Linked DNA regions of Hordeum vulgare: regions 2 and 3 are each linked to region 1. A link is a contact called in public Hi-C data. All regions are on one chromosome and are shown on one strand. The core of a region is the stretch at or near the end of the contact, and the rest is flanking DNA. Distances in the headings are between cores, read along the strand shown.

Region 1 (4,374 bases), core at 612-3,111:
TTTAGGCAGACATGATCCTTCTGCCCAAATGTCTGGACAAGTGTAGCGCGGCGAAGCAATGGAAGGATCCCCCGTTCAATCGCCTTTTCTTCCTGAACCACGGCAATGCCAAATGCATGTCAGAGAAAGATTCTACTAGAACAGAGCATGCAACTTGTTTCCAAATATCTAACAGAGCATGCAGTTTGTTTCCAAATATCTAACAGAGCATGCAGTTTGTTTCCAAATATCTAAGATAAAAGCAGATTATGCTACATAAGCAAATGAACGGTTGTCGAAGCGTGGTAGTACAAGTGTGCAAAGTACATTCATTCCATGCTTCAGTGCTACTCCCTCCGTCCCAAAATTCTTGTCTTAGGTTTGTCTAGACATGGATGTATCTCCAGACAAACCTAAGACAAGAATTTTGGGACGGAGGGAGTAATATATAGTAGGAAGATTCAGGTTTCTCTTCTCTGCTCCATGACTCACCTGATAATGGAAGCATGCCCCAAAGTCATGCGGCACGACGAAGAAATGATCAGCACCTGCTGTCCGGTTCCAATAGGGCCAGTGTGATGAGATAAACTGAACTGCACTCCTCATGATCCGCGGAGACTTGAAGGGCAACGGATGGCCCCACGGAGTAAGGTCACAGGTGGTGTACACCGGAGTGTAGAACCAGTCGGCCTCCTCCGGGTTCATGGTCCGGATCGCGCTCGACAGCAGGAACCGGTGCATGAATATCTCGGCGGCAAACATGTGGCTGAGGCACCTGGAGTCCTTGGCCACCATCTTCTTGTTGTACTTGGTGGGCAGCTCGTAGACGTACACCTTCAGCCTCCCGACAGGATCATCCTCCAGCACATCACCAGCACTCCCTGAATTTGCATCATAAAACGTGATGAGAATCAAGTACTGTCATGGCTGAAAATGCAGAGTTTGAGTGGGCTGTTGGTCGAATATGGCAACGGTGCAGACAATTTAGACTTGCGTCCAGAATCACAGGGAGGTTTAATAATAGTAGTAATGATGTGTAAAGTTTGGTGATTGAGAATTCTCAAAAACAAAAGCAAAAAAAAGTTTGGTGATTGAGGTAGGCGGCCTTGCTTATCTACAAAGTCAGACATGCTCTCACTGTCGGTGACCAAAGTTGGAACATGCGGCGCATAATAAAAAAAAATCCTATCAGGGTTTCGAGATCTTGGAACGAATTGGTCTAGCGGCGGCAGATCTCATGCCGCCCGCCTTCTTCCCCAACCCCAACCAGCAGGATTCGCTCCAAAAGACAGTACGGACGGACGCCCCCAAATCAGATCCCAATCACCACGGAGGCGCACGCGGAAACGCGGATTTTGGGGGATCAAACGAACTCGGCAGCACAAGCATTGCAGCAGCAGGAAGAAGAGCAGTAAAGATTACTAGTAGTAGAGCATCAAAAGCTGGAAAGGAAAAGGGAGCATTTTTTTTCTTTTGCCTCCACAGCTGAATCGCGCATAGGTTGGTATACACACCTTCGATCCTCTCGGTGTCCTGGGCCCTGACGACGACGTCGGAGCAGGAGAGGAGCAGCGCGAGCGCCGCCGCGAGGGCGAGCATCGCCCGCGGCTTCCCCATCGCCGCCGCCCACCCGCAGCTCCCCGTGCGCTGCGCTCCCCTGCTCGGCACCAAGAAGGGCGGAGGAGACAGAGGGGACGGGCGAATCTGCTGCTGCGCGTTGGCGAGCAGGGATGGGAGGGGGCCGGGGGGAGGTCGGAGGGGAGAGGAGAGGGGCGCCGGGTGGTAATAATGCGGAGGAGCGAGCGGGGCGGGGGCGGGGGCGGAGGTGGAGGGTGGTGGTGGTGGGAGCCGGCTCGGCTCTCGGTGTCAATGATGAGCTAGCTGTCGGCGGAGCAGGTTGGTGGGAGGTGAGCCTCTCAAGACACGCGCGCGCGCGCAGTAAATCCGGCACCGCCGTTGCGTGCACGTAGTGATCGTGATTCTGACAAGTAAAATGGGATTTCCTTTTTGGACAAGACACAAATCTATCTCTATCTCTGCTGCTACCTCTAGGAAGAAAATTATAAGTAATGACCTAGGAGCATCTCCAACACACGCGCGAAAAGGGGCGCGCGGTAAACAGCCATTTTAGCGCGCGCGGGACGGAATGACGCGCTCCAGCAGCGGCGGGAAAACAGCGCGCGAGGTAACACGTTGCGCGCGCGAAAAGGCGGCAGCTCGCGCGTCATTTTTGCCGCGCCGCTTCGCGCGCCTATAAAAGCACAGCTCTGCCGCTCCCTCATGCCGCCACCGCTCCACACACTCTCTCTCTCCCTCTGCCTCTCACGCCACCGCCGCTCCAGCGCCCCGCCCCCGACGCGCCACCATGCCGCCCCGCCGCCGTTCTGCGTCCGGCTACCGCGGCGTCCGCGAGCGCTCCAACGGCGGGTTCTACGCCGAGATACGCTCCGGCGATCTCCGGCTTAGCCTCGGCACGTACGACACGGCGCACGAGGCCGCCCGCGCGTTCGACGCGGCGGCGTGGCGCCTAGGCAGGCCGCGCCGCCGAATGAACTTTCAGGACGTCTACACGCTCCAGCAGGCGTTAGACGTCGCCCCGCCGCCTCGTGTAAACTCCGCACAAGACCGTGCGGAGCACACTGCGCGGCAGCGCCGCCTCCTCGTCGCCCAGGAGGACGAGCGGGTCATGGCGGAGTGGCGCCGGCGCCACCCGGAGGATGTCGCCTACGAGCAGAGTTATTGGGCAAGGCGCCGCGAGGAGGACACGCGCCGGCGCTGCGAGGAGCGGTTGGACAGGCGTCGGCGGAAGGCATTGGCGAGTGCGCAGGCCGACCTCGGCAATGCAGGCGGGAGCTCCTTCTTCACTGAAGAAGACGAGCCTTGGTTCGACATCTGGCTGTCAACCTCTGACGACACCAACGACGATGATGATGGTGCGATGATTGGAGCGACTGGGATTAGTTTTATGTTTTCGAACTATCTAGCACCAAATTATCTATCTATGTTTTCGAACTACCTATCAAGTTGCAATCTATGTAAAATAACTTTGTATGCTTTTTATTTGAATGCAATCTATTTAAAAAATGATTTGCGCGCGCTGCATTTTTTGGCACTGCTGGAGCGGCGCGCACGCTGCATCATAGCGTGGCTGCTGGAGCATGCGCCTAACCCCGCGCTAAACCAGCCGAAGCGCGCGCGGCAAACGCATTTTTTGGGCGCGGCGCGAAGCGCGGCGGTTGGAGATGCTCTAAACGTTCTTTTATTTCTTCATTCAAAACAAAGCAAGGTTTTATGTTTTTGTTTTCACCATCCTTTGTTCAACCTTCTTATATGATAATTAATCATCTTTTTTTTCATGACAATCGATAATCCATCATCTCATAGTTTACTTATAGTCTGAACTAATTTCATCTTCATTTACTTATCAAACTTCTCATCAAAATATAAGGTAAATCACAGACAGGATATGATAAACATTTATTTACATAATCGTATTAATATGAATAGGTAAATCATAAGCTAATGTACTAGAATATTTACATCCTATTGCAATGCATTGGCATTGTGCTAATTAATTGAAAAACAATACATGGACCTAAAGGAGGGTTGGACATCTGCTTCCTTCAGAATGAGTCGATGGTGTGGCTGCTTCTGGGCCTAACAGTAGTTGTTCGTCGCGGACTAGAAGTCACCAAGCCAAGATTATGCCGGACCATCACACTGGAGAAGAAATCGTCAAAGTAGTTGTCGTGAAAGATCCACGGATCAAAGATCTCAACCTCCAAAAAAGCTCGCAGGCCTCGCGTCGGCATTGAAAGGTCGCTCCAATGTAATGAAGTGGGGGCGAAGTATCAAATTGCAAAAAGAAAACTATCACAACCGACATCGTAAGCGTGCGGGTGAGAGGTTGGCGTGGATCTAAACACCAAAGAGCCATCGATGCCACTACAACCAACATTGTCAGGATGAAGAGACTCGAGGATAATTTATTCGTCCGATTCGTGTCGGCGCCACCGCCAATTAAGCGTCACGACGGTACCCTACTACCCCCCCCCCCCCTCCCCCCCCAGTATGGAAAAACATAGCTTTATCAGGTAAATCACGACCTCATATACTCTCAACGAGACCAACGAAGGAGGAGAGGGTCGATGACCTATAGTCGAAGGAGGGATTGTGACACCATGTACCCAAAAAATCTCCTCTTTAAGGCTTGAAGAAGAAAGCCCGATAAATCCGAGCATTGTCAATTACAAAACATAAGATATTGTCTAAGCTAATATTTAGTTATTAGTTAATTTATTATAGCCATTTAATTATGGCCTTTTATTAATTGAGATGCCAGTAAATGTCCATGTTCCCGCATCACCAGTAGCCACTTAAACCAATGCTCTGTAA
Region 2 (4,380 bases), core at 466-2,965, 160 kb before region 1:
TGTCCTCGGAGAGATGACCAGGGAGCTGGCCACGGAAGAGCAACCATGGCCCTGAACCAAATTCCATCTCCAGGTCAGATAATATGCTTGGCCTTCCTCTTACATCAACCTCTCGATTCATGCTCCTCATTCCATGTCGCATCACGGCAGACATTGCCTCCATGATCCCAAACCTTGGGTCACGATGGAAATCACTGTACGTCCCAACAAATTGGCTCATGAGAGCATCGACATCATCCATTTCAGCCACAAATCCAGAATCACAGTAAGGACACTCCATCTCCCGGCCACGCGGCCTAACCCGCTGTCTACACTGGAAGCACCAATATGTCTGCCTACCTCCTGACATTTCTTCAGGTGTATTGCCTCACAAATAAACCAAAAGGAAGCGGATCCCCTCCGTTCTGCAAAATAGACATAATAGCCAAGATCTCAGCAACAAATTTCAAACGTGATTTGCACAATCAGACTAGACTGCATAACAGCCTTCCATACAATTATTCTAACATAGATAAGTGAAAGATGAAAACGGTAGGGGCATGTATGGTTCAAGATCAACCCAAATAAGCAAACTGTGTACCCGAGGACTTCTTAACATTGTGCAGCAGTTTATAATACTACACTATGTCTAGATCCTTTTACCTTCCTTAACAAGGTGTTCCGACAAAGATAAGTCAAAACTCCAAAGACAAAACTAAAACAATAGTGACCTTCACAGTTGAAGATCAGTCGAATCAACTGAGCTGGATACTAGAGTTCAAAAAAATTCAGCAGCTGACAATACTACACTACGGCCCTGCTTGGATACCATGTAAATATATGCAGCTGTATTAAGATACAGGGGTATTTTACTGGTCAAGGATGAAACCACCGGAAACCATTTCCCCTGTGAAAAGAAAAACTATCGGGACTTGTTTGGATAGTACACAAGTATTCCACAAACACGCATCTGCACCTACAGGCCAGACCACAGGTCACACACACACACATGCAGCGGCAACTCCAGAATCAATTCTCCACAGCTCTATCACACACACACACATGCAGCTGCAACTCCAGAATCGATTCTCACAACTTGTGAACAGTCACACCACAGATGTAAATTTCAGACAAGTCCATGTCTCTTGTACATAAGCATCAATTTGGCACACATAAACTAGAAACTATTTGATCAAGATTCCAATTTTGACATGGGAGGAAGCTTGTTTCCAGCGTGTCCAAATCAAATACAAGACGAAGCTGACACCCTGAAGGGTTTGTTTGCCGGTGTTCACGTCAAGCACCTTCGCCACATGCAAGAACTAAACAAGACACGCACACATGCACGGGCAATTCGATTGGACTTTCACCTTGGGGGCAGCGAATGGAGGCCTCCGGCGACGAGTCCCCGCGACCCCTCCTTTTACTCTGCAAGGAAGAAGGGCGGGTGCCTTGAACGCAGCCGGTGGCGGCAAGGGTTGGCCGGGAGATCCCGCAGGTTTGGCCGCCGCACTCGTCGCCCTCCTGGCACTCCGAGCGCTGGATCTGAGAGAGATGGGAGGAAGGACAGGGGAGGAGGAGGATGGCCGGAAAAAAGAAAGAGGAAAAACAGGGGGGAGGGGGAAGGAGGAAGGCGGGTAGATGCAGAGCTTCCCTGTGCCGCTGGGCTGTGGATGGATAGTCGATGATACCCAAGGCATTGATCCTCGGCTCGCCGTGAGTACAATGATGGCCGGCATGTGGGTCCGCGGCTACGGTGTCAGGGTGGAGGAATGGCATCTTGCGCTTTTTTAATCGTGGGTTGGGGGGTGCTGATGCTGCGTGTCGGGCATGCTGGGTTGATGGGGCATCTCGCACGCAAACGTTTACACCGAGGCGTCTGAACCTTTTTTTTTTCTTTTTTTCTTTTTTCGTTCAAATGGTGCCCAAACTTCTTTTTTTGAATCAAATGGTGCCCAAACTTCTTTTTTGCCATTCAAAACGGTGTCTCACGCGTGTGGACACGTCAGAATTCCGGCAAACCGGCCATACAATGGGAGAGGTTTGTGAACATTCAGATCTAAACGTCATATAGGACTCCGACAACTTCGGAATTTTTTTTCCAGGGTAAAAGAAGATTTCTATTACTCAAATAGGCAAATAGCTAGAGGAAAATACTCTAGATCAACCGACTGATTTTTCGCATGCGTAAGCCGTTTCTGATGGTTGCCACGAGTCCAGGCCACGCTCGCACAACACAACTCCATCCCCTCGTTTTTATCTTCTATCCAAAACGAGTCATCCTCATCCTCTAGACCAGCCCCAGCTCCTCCCTCCCCATCTCCTACATCAGCTCTCTTTCTCTCGGCGAGCGCCTCCCCTTCCTCGTCCACGACCCCTTCATCCCTGCCAGCGGAGTTGTTGTTGCCACAAAGGTCGGAGTGCCGCGAAGCGTCGACGGTGAGATCTTGATGGTGACATCACTGCTACATACACCGCTTCTTTCCAGCGCTGGAGTTGCAAGGACGCCTCACGCGGAGCCGTCGATGCTGCGTTGGAGCTCCGTCAGGCTGCAATGGAGCTTCGCCGGAGCGTTGGAGATGGGTTGAAGCTCTCGCGGAGTTACCTTGGAGCTTCACCGGAGTCGCCCATGTTGCACTTCAGCCCTGTCGGAGTTGCATTGGAGCTCATCGGAGTTGCATTGGAACTTCACCAGAGCCATCAATGGTGCATTGGAGCTCGCCGGAGCCGTCAGTGTCGTATTGGAGCTCTGCCGGTGCTGCACACGGTCGCCGCTGCTGTAGTGGAGGAGAGACAAGGTGACGGAAGACGTCATGTGAAGCCTACGATCCAATGCCCGGTGCACCTAATCGAACGGCTCCCGGGGCAGATGATTTTTTGACAAACTTCATCCGGATGATTTGTAGCACATGCCATAGGCAGAAGCAAGTTTACAATGACATGAATATCCGATCCCAGCCATACCGCGGTAGGGGTACCACTGCCGTACGCAGCAAGAGCGTGGCTAACTTTGTTCTGCAACAACTAATAAATGTAATCAAAATGTCCCTCAAATATTTAAAAGTGCAGGTACACTTTTTGGTGAAACCGAGCACATGCGTCTTAGCCGTGCGATTGTGTTGATCGCTACGGAGACAACATGGTCGTCCTGACACAGGTGGGGACAGAAGGGAGGTCGGTGCACGGTGTAGTGGTGGAAGTGGGCAATGTACATCTCACGGACTTTCTGCATGCATGTGGTGATGTCATCCCACTTTATTTCGTCTCATTTTTTTCAAAAAACTATAACTCTTAAACTGAGTGTCAGAACGATGATCCATTTTTACTGTTAGGTTTCTCGTGACGAGCTCTTCAAAACTAGATCCCATGTGATTTTTTTTGCAACTTTGGCAATAGATGAAGCAACTTAAGTGCTAAACAGAAGCAACTTCCTTTCACCATGTGTATTGGTGAATTTACCTAGCAAGTATCATAGACAACATAGAAATCATGACAGACAAATTTTCACCGTATGTAGACAATTGAGCAGCACCCGTAGGCAACTTTGGAATTACATTGAGGCAACTTCCAGCACTAAATGAGGCAACTCAAAATGACGTGGAGATGGATGGTATGAGAGCCTTTTTTTCTTTTCTTTTTCTAGGGTAGTCCGCCCGCCTATGCTACTGAGCATGCATGTGTTGACTAGTTAGGTCCCGGGTGTTGACTAGTTGCAAAAGTCGAGAAAGATCAGAAAACGCACAGGGGTAATGAGAAATTTCATAGGGGGCGGATCAAACATTTGCCCGCAAACCTGTAACTTTTTAATATATTGTAGGCAACTAAAATAGTAATGGCAGTAACCTCAACATCACCTATATGCAATTTCATACTGTTTTTAGGCAACTTAGACAAAATAATTATAAGCAACTTTGATGCTAGATGAGGCAATTTTAGTGCTAAACATAAGCAACTTCACTCCATTAAAAGTAACTAATTAGCAACAATAAACAACTAGCAAATAATAGAGAACAACTTTGAAACAAAGGTAGATAAGATCATATTACCTTCATAAGCAGCTTCCCTTCTACTAGAGGCAACTGTCGTGCTAAAACATGCAACTTCACTACATTTTGTGTCCTTGCTAATTTTGACTAAAATTCTTCCAACTTCCTCACCAGCGCTTCTAAGTTGCCAATTGTTCATGCATGTATGTCGTTGTTTTCCAAATTGCCTGTAAAACTATGAAATCATCTACCACTGATGCTCTTGTGTCTGCTATTGTTAGTTATGCCACACAACATGCTGATGAATCTAAGCCACTCTAGAGAGTTTGAAATTCACTTAGAAAAACAATGATCACAAACTTCATAATATGTAAGCAACTATTTTACAAAGTTAGGCAACTGAGCAGCAATTAAT
Region 3 (4,316 bases), core at 777-3,276, 250 kb before region 1:
GATAAGCTGCAGCGACATCAATAAACTTGTGATCAATAGGCTTAGCATCAAATTACATAACAAGCACAGCAAAGTTTACACTAAACAATTTCATAAGCGGTCCAGTGGGAAAAAAACACAGATGATACGTTGGCGATCAAGGAGATACAAGATAATGATGGCAAAGCCAGAGCTCAGCACTTACAGTAACATTGACGCTGATGCCATTAGCAATGACTTCCTTGATAGAAGGAACACATTCGGCAGTAGCTGGGATCTTTATGTACACATTAGGGCGGTTGACCACCTTGTGTAACCACTTCGCAGCTTCAACGGTTCCTTGGGTGTCATTTGCGAGCCTAGGAGACACCTCCACTGAAACGTAACCATCAGCCCCATCAGTCTCGTCGTAGATGGGCTCAAACAGTTTGCACGCGTCTTGGATGTCCTTTATGACGAGTTCCCAGTAAGCACTCTCTGCATCCTTCCCGGCCGATATAAGCTCCTTGAACTGGCCGTCATATGCGTTTGACGAAGAGATGGCTTTCTGGAAAATCTGTGGTGCGTTGGGGGACACAGTCAGCAGGGAACATTGGATACACATCGCACGTGAGCAATCCATATACAGCACATAATAAGAAAAATAAATGGCAAAGGGTTATTACCGTTGGGTTGCTGGTGACTCCACGGACACCGTTGGCGATGTAGGGCAGCAAATCGGTAACGGGCCGGCAGAGGTTGTCGTACCATGGGGACTGACCCTGTTGCTCATAGAGGTCATGGAGCGTGGTCCTCTTCGTCACCGCACCATTTCCTTCCTTGGCGGAAGCCATCGCACTGAAAATTGAATTTCATGAAGGGCAAGAATTAACGTCACATCCAAATGATTGATGCATCATATACATATGTAATACAAACAAAAGGAACTTTTTGTTCTTCTTTTACTGTTGGCAAAGGGAACTTTCTATTCATGATCATGAGCACTGTAAATGTTGAGCTATTACTCAACTTTCTATACACATGCATGAGGTGGTGGAAACTTGGTGGAGTACAATATTAGTGAATGCAACGCAAAGCCATACGAGATTCCCAGAAACACATGGAAAAACGGGACGGGAGGCTATGCTTATCCCTATCAATCAAGCAAGCAAGAAGAATATAGAAGCGACAGCCTGCTGTGGCGCGTAGCCTAACGAATCCGGCGGCGCGGGCTTGCATAGGATACATCGCCATCGACCATGTAGCGACGAACCCGCGCACGGCAACACGGGCCATCTGGACCGAGTTGACCGAGACGGCTCGCCAAAACCACCCGATCCCGGCGGTCCATCCCCCATCGGACGGCCGCACACGCGCGCCCAGGCCTCCTGGAAGGACCTCGAGGCCACCGCGGATCCGAGCGCCCCGCCTCACAAGCCGCCGAGGCGATCTATTCTACGCGGCGGCGGAGCATCAGCGCTGCCATCCATCCCACCTACCCACCCACCGCAATTCGAGCTGTGAAAGTGTGGATTAAGACAAAAAAAAAAAACGCCCCAAATCACGGCCCGGCCGGCTCTGATCTGACCGAACCTCGCCGGCGACCCAACCCGGTCGGTCGGTCGTTCGCCTTACTACGGCGCCGCAGCAGCTCTCCCCGGCGGAATCGCGAATCTAACCAGCCGGCGGCGCGAAGAGAATAGATTAGGAGGATCGGGGAGGGTGCGTGCGTGTGTATGTTGTCACTCACATGACGGGGCTCCTGGCGCGGCCGGCGAGGGAGACGCGGAAGCGGCGGGCGGAGGGGGCGAAGGCGAGCGCCGCGGAGCGGAGGGACTGCGAGGGGAGCGGCCCCGCGGCCGCCGGCCTCGGGGCGGCGAGCTTGGGCACGGTGCCGGCCATCGCGGCTCTGCTTCCGGGGCCGGGGGCGGGGTTGGTGGGGGGGGGGGGGGGGGGGGGGGCTGGTTGGTCGCTCACGGCACGGGGGTTGTTGCGAGGTTTAGCGGAGCTGCGCACGGATCTCTCCCTCCTCCTTCCTACCCGTTGGTCCTTGTCATCGTCGATAAATAGATGCACCATTCTAGTGTCATTTTGCGCTTGGACCCTTGTGCTTTCTGGGTTTCGGGATGCATCATGGGGCTGGTGAGGGGGCGGATCAGCCGTGGGCCGCTGCGGGTGCGGGTGTGTACGCGGAGGCATGTATGTGAACGTGCCAATGCCATGATCCGGTCCTGGAGATGCCTTGCAGTGTCATATTGCCCTTTTGCCTCTCCTTTGGCTTGAGCAAAGAGAGGTACGTACACTAGTAATTGAACCGCCACTTGTGGGGATTGAGGAAGCCAGAAGCCAAGCCAGTACTCACTCCATTTCATAATACAGTGCGTTGTGTTTTTAAAATTTAAACATAAAGTTAACCAATGAGACCGTTTGCGACGAGAACATAATTTATATCACTGAATTCGTATGTTTGATACAAATTCAGTGGTATAATTTTTACTCACACCGCAATTGGTCTCGTTGGTTAAGCATATGGTCAAACTTAGATCTCGAGAAGTATGAACGTACTACATTATGAAATGGAAGTATTAACAAATAGCAATAAGATCAACTAACTAATGAACAGTTACATGATTTTACAGAGGCAGGGAATCGAAGCGACCACTTTCTTGCGCCTTCATTGCAGACAATGGCGATAACCGATATGTTGTAGCTTCACGCAAGGGATCGAATTGTCTGCTTTCTCCTCAAGAATGATGATATGGGGGGGAGGGGGGGGGCACGAATAAATGCATTGGGTGAGTTGTACTTTATTTTTAACCTTTAACGTAAAACTAGAGCCCTCCACCCCCATCCACACACACACAAAAAGGAGATGGTAAATATGTTAATTAAAAGAGAACAAAACATCGAGTAGTTAATGAATAATAGCGTGTCTCGTGAAGCATGCGAGAGTTGTGGTCCATTATGTCCACTTTCGCCTTGAAAACAACATTAGATCGATGGTGGCTCCTCGTCGACAATGATAGGTAGCACAGATAAATTACTTGGTTTTGAAAAGGTAGTTTAGACATCTAAGAAAAAATCCAACATTGTGAATTTCATTATATTTCAATTGCATGCGACATCTTGGATCTCTCACTAGGGCCTAGACTGTACTAGTTGTTTGCTCCAATTAAGCGGATCCTCTACTTTATTGTTGAAAACAAAGCCGTTTCAATATTCATAGGCACCACACACACAAAATTTAGGACGGGTCGCGATTTATATAGCTAATATACATGTAGAGCCACAAATAATATGGTTAAATCATAAAAGCGAAATCAGTGCTAAAATGCAAAGAGGCTACAAATACATGTAGCCCTACAAGGAGAGAGAAAACCTTCAATGGAACACAAGTGGTGGGTTTGGTGGCGTTTATGATGGGGTTGTTGGCGATGTTAAGGTGGTGTTTCTTTTCAAGGGACTAGACTTTTTTTTAAGTCCCAGGGACTAAAGAAAAAAGTCCCTCCAAAAGAGTCTTTTTATAGTCTCTTAAGGAAAAGTCTCTCCTGTTTCTTTATCTAGGGACTAAAAGGGACTTTTAGTCTAGTCCGTGGGTAAAGAAACACCACCTAAACCTGGCCCCCAAATTATCCTTGTCCGGACCCAAAAAAATAACATTAAAAGATAAGCGGGTGCTATAGTAGTAGTAGTACTAGGACCTGTTATAAAAGTCCTTCATTTGACATTCCTAAATTCAGGTAGGTCCCTGGTACTCCTCGTATTGAGACATACGGTCGTCCCTGGTGCCAGCCGGCCCTTGGACGCAGGAAAAGTCCACCAAACATCTGCAGCAGCATTGTTTGCCCCGTCGGGCTCCGCTTCTCCTCCCAGTCAGGTGGCCGGATACACGGGCGACACGCACACGACGCAGGGTGGCGGCTACCGCCTACCGCAGTCGCAGCCGCTACCCGCTGGTAATTGAACCGCCATTCAACGAAAAAGAGTTTTTTTCTCATTTTATATTACTAGTACAAATGCCCATGGGTTGCACCGGATGAAAAAAATAAACATGTGTCATTGCACGTTATTTTTATATTCAGTTTTAATAAACATTAAAATATGATCAAACGTAAAAAAAATATTTATTTTTTATAAAAGTAAACGTTTTAGCAAAAGAGTCTCTGCATTGCTAAGGGTATGAAATAAATTCCATGGTTTGAGTGATATTCAAAGAGTTTATCTCTTATGATGAAATATTAATCTATGTGTCTCAGTATGTTAGATTCTTCCTCATCTTATTATGGATTCATAATTTTATACTTGACTACTTCAGAGATAAGACGATTCATTAGATTGTAAAGAGTTTATAATACTTG

Evidence for each region. A called contact is a pair of places that touch in the nucleus more often than the background predicts.
Region 2: a Hi-C map of seedling shows a contact between it and region 1, with 3 times the contacts expected there. The contact joins the promoter of LOC123440732 here to the promoter of LOC123445304 in region 1. A contact is called at or near these places in 4 of 6 Hi-C or Micro-C datasets (leaf and seedling) and 1 of 1 datasets of contacts at active chromatin or transcription factors (embryo).
Region 3: a Hi-C map of leaf shows a contact between it and region 1, with 7 times the contacts expected there. The contact joins the promoter of LOC123445302 here to the promoter of LOC123445304 in region 1. A contact is called at or near these places in 2 of 6 Hi-C or Micro-C datasets (leaf and seedling).

Annotation. Positions count from the first base shown.
Region 1 is chr3H:579,595,460-579,599,833 of MorexV3_pseudomolecules_assembly, forward strand. LOC123445304 (probable glucuronosyltransferase Os01g0926600) reads right to left here and starts at 1,862. Exons shown (of 4, transcript XM_045122264.1): 1 at 1,494-1,862; 2 at 472-860; 3 at 1-92. The coding sequence starts at 1,596.
Region 2 is chr3H:579,431,093-579,435,472 of MorexV3_pseudomolecules_assembly, forward strand. It overlaps LOC123440732 (probable E3 ubiquitin-protein ligase RHC1A), which reads right to left and starts at 1,716. Exons shown (of 2, transcript XM_045117279.1): 1 at 1,350-1,716; 2 at 1-404. The coding sequence starts at 349.
Region 3 is chr3H:579,345,328-579,349,643 of MorexV3_pseudomolecules_assembly, forward strand. It overlaps LOC123445302 (transaldolase), which reads right to left and starts at 2,027. Exons shown (of 6, transcript XM_045122261.1): 1 at 1,709-2,027; 2 at 645-816; 3 at 185-535; 4 at 1-6. The coding sequence starts at 1,860.